Linked DNA regions of Hordeum vulgare: region 2 is linked to region 1. A link is a contact called in public Hi-C data. All regions are on one chromosome and are shown on one strand. The core of a region is the stretch at or near the end of the contact, and the rest is flanking DNA. Distances in the headings are between cores, read along the strand shown. Region 1 holds the start of LOC123403091 (actin-histidine N-methyltransferase). Region 2 holds the start of LOC123403216 (nudix hydrolase 18, mitochondrial-like).

Region 1 (2,700 bases), core at 155-2,654:
GAAAGAAGATTGGTACGGTAAAGGTCTCTGGCAGGTTCGCGATATATGGCCACCAAAACGAATCGAATTTTGTCCTCTCTTGAAGCAACCTCAAGCCCAGTCTCATTGCCCACAGTTCCTCTGTCACATGCTTCCCACAAGATTCGATTTACTACTTAGAAAAAGATAGTTTGCCTAGTTTTGCAGAATGGAATTATGTTCTGAAAAGAAAATACAGAATAAAAATCTCCCTCATATACTAAACAGAGATAGGAAGATGCGTACATAAATTTTCCATCATGCAGCTATTCGACCACGAGGCAATATCAGTTACATAGAAGGATGGGTTATAGAACATGTTAACAACATGAGAGATGAGTCCAAGCTTAAACAATTCAACATGGAAAGATAGTGGGAAGAACTTAGAAAATAAAGACAGATGCATGTAAGCGATATGGTATTTAGAATTCTGCCTTTTACATTTTTAGCTAGAAGACCAATAGACTGAACCTGAGGTCAATTAAGTTAGAACATCATACTAATTAGTGTACTAAGCACTGAACTCTTCTCAGTCTCAGCTTATATCAACTACAGTCGTAAGCTGGAGACTAATAGGTTTCACGAATCCTTAGTTTTCATACTGTGGTTTCACAACTGGAAGCTTCCAACAGAAAACAGCAACAGTTGAGAGCATAATTTAGCCCATGAAATTGCATTCATCATCGATGCTATGCCTATTTTCAGAAGTTAATAATCCTACTGCTACGAGAGAAGATTTCCGATGAGCCGCCCTGATGCCAAAAATAAAAAACCCGCATTGTTACCAGTTATGCTCTGAATGTATTGCCAAAATGCATCTTTAGTTCGATGCATTCCCAATTACAACCACGATTAAGCTACCACATTATTCCTAGAACATAACGGACTAGCGGAACATAACCAGATAGGCCAATACCGGGTACTTGGTCGGCGAGCTGCATCAGTACTGCGTCCGCAGCATCGGCTGGGCGGCGGAGTCGTAGCGGGATGCGCCCAGGGAGATCAATGAGGACGGCTCCGGGAGGGATGACGCCGTCGGCCGCCGTGGCGGACACCCCGAGGCCATACTCGGGGTGATCAGACACTCGGAGAGCCGGGTGCACGAAACCTCCCTCGCGCTGCACCCACCGGAGCAGGTCCGGCGGCTGCTGCGCGATGCGTGGGGCGGTCGCTGCTGATGCGGCGGAGCAGGACAAGCTGCGACGGCGGAGTGCGGGTGAAGAGGAGAGGAGGGCGGAGGTCGTGGACGCGAGGACCTTCCGCGCCGTCGCTGGCGTCACGCCCGCGGCGGCGGCGGCCATGGGCGGCGGAGGTGGAGGCGTGCGCGCACGAGGCTGGAGGAGACAGTTTTTTCAGATGAGGAGACGGCTGAAAAGGTAAGGGCGTCGACCTAAACTGTCCAGCGCATGTCCGGATCAAAGAGGCCCAACCCGTCCATGAAAATGGACAAGCATTTGTATTTTACGTGCGCGTAATTCATTTTAGATTGGGGAGCGATCTGCGCCGGCGCCCCGGTTCAAACTTTCGGCCGGCCGCGCGCGGACCGCACGATTCACCAACCCTACGCGTCTGCACCGTTGGATCCGTATTCAACATTTTTTTCCCTATGCAGCAAAATTTCGATGCGGTGCAGCAATTTTTTCAACGGTTACAACAAAAGCAAAATTTGTAGCAAAAAAAAATATCTACTTGATCGTAGCAAAAAAAGAAGCTGATGGTACGTGGTAGCAAAAGTCAAACATGGGTTGTAACAAATATTTACGTGACGTGTATGTAACTTTTTTAATAAACGGTTGCAGCAAAACATGATGCCGGTTGTAGCAAAAATTAACACAGTTGTAGCAAAAGTAAAAAACATCGATTGTAACGAAAAATCCGACAAACTGAAGTTGCAACCAAACGTATATGCAGCTTTTTTACTGGGACAAAAATATAGTAAAAAAATGCTTACAGTAAAAATGATGCTGGTTGCAATAAATTTAGATGAAAAATGTTGCATCCACTAACCAGAGAAGCGCGCAGGTGGAGAAATGTTGCATGGGCCCGCGCGCGCGAGGTGACGACCGGCACGTCGGTTCGGCCGGCGTGCGGGTGGGAAACGATTCCCTTTTAGATTCAAATTTAAGTTAGAATTTGCATCGACACGGACGCGCATAACGCTTGTCCTTGTCCTCTCCTGATCTACGAGTCGGTGGCATATCCACCCCCATTTCCCTTACTTTTTCTAATCCCCCAGCCGTCCGCTCGCTCTCCCTCCCGCTCACCATAGCCGACGCGCCAAACCCGACGCACCGAACCCTGACGCTGCCGTCGGCCTCAGCTCCACCATCGACAAACCCCGCGTCCGCAAAAGACGCCGCGGTCCAAGAAGAAAGAGCTAACACCCGTGCAGCGGGTCGGTTTGTCGTCAAACAGGGTTGGTTAGAGGAAGGTGTAGGCCGGCAAGATGGAAGTAGTGGCCACCGCCACCCTCGCCTCGGTCGCCAAACAGGAGGCTGTTATCATGGAGAACAAGGCACTCGTTGCTGCAGCCATGCCGTTGGCCCTCCTCTACCTAGGATTCGACAACGGCTGATGAGTCCAAATTATGTGATCATTTTGTAGTATTTTTGTGCCTACTCCCTAGGCTTCGTGGGATTTACCGCGTCCGCGCACTTTTTTGTCTTTTTTTCAGATATTGCT
Region 2 (2,700 bases), core at 66-2,565, 250 kb before region 1:
AGATGTGTGAGGCAGTGGATTTTCTTCTTCTTATCTTTTTATTACTGTGCTTTCGAGGGTAGAATAGTAGTAGTAGCAGTACTCATTTGATTGATTGATCGATCGTGCCACCAAGAAGCGGTTTCACTAGAAATAATTTACAGTTTGATTCATCTTTCACTCCCAGACCCTAAGCAAAGAAAGAATCGTGAGCCTGTTCGTTCGGCAGTGTTTTTGTCAAGTTTTCGTGCCCCGTTCGAGTTCGATCTCTACTAGTACCTCACACATTATCTAAGTTCGTCCCCATTATTTGCCGCGACGACGACGACTCTGCGCCGCAAGAAAGCGTCCACGCGCTCGTGCTCCGGTGAGGGCGGCCAAGTATATGCTCCGATCCGGTCGTCGTACGAGACCGGACACGCCGGCAGGCCTGCCGCTGCACCGAGGAAAGGAGAGAGAGAGAGACGACGAGGACGATGGTGCTCGCTCCCGGCCTTTTTCTTGCGAGAGCCGCGCGCGCTCGAGCCCCCACCCGCCTGCAGCTTGCTCGGTCGTTCACAGGGCGGACTGCGGCTTGGCGTGCCGGGAGACGAGCTCCTCGAGCGCCTCCCGCATCCAGCAGTGCTGGCATCCTTCCATGACCTGCTGCACCGTTGCCTGCTCAAAATCAATTGGAAATCACACGTTTAGAAGGCATGTTCTTGGCTCCTAATTTGAGTTTGCAGCAGCTAGATTGAAGGAGGCGAGGAAGTGTGCTGACCCAGGTGCGGTTGCGGGAGGCCATCTCGGGCCACTGCTGGAGCTCGTGGGTGACGCGGAGGGGGTACATGATGCCCTCGTAGGTGGTCTGGTAGCGGCGGCTCTGGTAGTGCCAGCAGCCGAGCACCTTGCCCATGTCCCCGCTGACGCCGGCCTCCTCGAGGGCCTCGCGCCGGGCCGCGTCGTCCATGGACTCGTCCAGCTCCCACCCGCCCTTGGGGAACATCATGCCGTGCCCCTTCTGCGAGCTGATCACCAGCACCTCCAGCTCGCCCTCGCCTTCCCCCTCGCGCACCCGGTACGGGATGCACCCCACCACGATGCGCCCGCCGGTGCTCGCGCTGTACCGCTGCAGCTCGCGCCCCTGCCTCGCCACAAGAACGGCCATCCTTGGAATCTTTAGCTGGCTAGACGCTCGTTTCGTTGCAACAACAAGAAGAAGAAGATGATGAGAGATGGATGGATGGTTGCAAGAAGCGGCAGCTGTTGGTTTGCGGCCATGGAGGTGAGCATCCGGGGTATTAATAGGCGAGCGCGTGGTGTGGTGTGGTGTGGTGTCCATGGAGATGGAGTTATTGCTGCTGCTGCCGCTGCCGTATGGCTGGCTGGTGCGGGCCGACGAGTAGGTAACATGGGTGGGGGTGGAGCATGGACCAGCACAAGATTAGCTGGGGGTTGTGGCCGTGGACGCGGCGTACGGGCCCTCGCATGTGCCCCGCCCAGGGTTGCCGTTCCAGGGTAGGCCATGCCGCAGCGTTTCACGCACAGGGAAGGCTTTTCCTTTCCCCAACGGTTGTTTACTCCTTGTGCGAAGGCGATGTTAGGAAACTTGTGACGGTCTTTTCCTTTTATATACCTGCTTTCTAGTCATATTGCAGTGCCCGATCACAACCTTGCAATGGAAATTTTGTGTGCCAACGAATCTGTGGTCCTATTAAACAGTGGTATTCCTAACCCATCAGGGTTCAAGTCTCAATGCTTTTATTATTTATTTTTAGATTTTTCGACGATTGGGTTAGGGCATACGTATGCACGATCATAATATGCACGTTTAGCCCGGTTTGAAGAAAAATATATACACGTGTATATGAACGTTTCCGTCTGTATTGTGTTAAAAACTGAAAATTTTACTGGCCGTTGCATCATCTAGGATTTGTATAACATTATTTGCGAAAGGAAAGACAAGATGTTTACCTGCAACATGGGGGAAAATGTGTGCACGATTTTCAACTTGCAAACATAAGAAAATTTATGTGCACTATTTTCAACTTTGGAGGCTGGCAAGAGTTGTGCGTTCATACAACGTGGATTTTACGTACATGGGGTGACCAATGTGGAGCCATGGTTACCATACAATAAGGGATAACACTTGTCAGAGAAAACACACATGACCATTTTGCTTGGTAGGGAAATGAGTCTCGTCTTTAATCGAATTAATGATGCCAAAGTTTGACAAGATTTTATACTAGAATAAACCACTCCCTCCTATCCACATTAATAGACGTTGTTTTAGCACAACTTTGTACCAAATTACTATTTTTACACACACAATAAATATATTTTTATTATATCAATTCATTCTGAATTGCCTCACGCCAACCAACTTTAGAGAGATGATGTTGAAAAAGTTGCATAGGCCAAATAGCGTTTCACACAAGTGCGCGTCCATGATCCCGCCGATTGCAACTGGAAGTATCTGCGTCATCAACACGTGACAGTCGTGAGATTTCATCCCGCTGAACTTCTGCTTCGTTAAGTCTAGGTATCTGCTTATCTTCCCCGCGTAACCGTAAGGAAGTTTTACTCCTACGAGGCAGGTGAAAAACTGCTCGATCTCCTTCGGACTTAGAGTGAAGCATGCGGGAGGGCGGTCATATTCGATCTTCTTGGCCTTTTTGCCTTTGCAACGACTTTCCGTGTCCTTTGCCTCATCATCATCATCATCATCATCATTAGGACGTT

The links. Hi-C and Micro-C count contacts between places; a contact is called where the count stands out from the background.
Region 2: a Hi-C map of seedling shows a contact between it and region 1, with 3 times the contacts expected there. The contact joins the promoter of LOC123403216 here to the promoter of LOC123403091 in region 1. A contact is called at or near these places in 2 of 6 Hi-C or Micro-C datasets (leaf and seedling) and 1 of 1 datasets of contacts at active chromatin or transcription factors (embryo).

What each region holds. Positions count from the first base shown.
Region 1 is chr6H:493,413,360-493,416,059 of MorexV3_pseudomolecules_assembly, reverse strand. It overlaps LOC123403091 (actin-histidine N-methyltransferase), which reads right to left and starts at 1,404. Exons shown (of 5, transcript XM_045097060.1): 1 at 935-1,404; 2 at 1-120. The coding sequence starts at 1,319.
Region 2 is chr6H:493,664,053-493,666,752 of MorexV3_pseudomolecules_assembly, reverse strand. LOC123403216 (nudix hydrolase 18, mitochondrial-like) reads right to left here and starts at 1,315. Exons shown (of 2, transcript XM_045097166.1): 1 at 740-1,315; 2 at 71-636. The coding sequence starts at 1,300. The coding sequence ends at 535.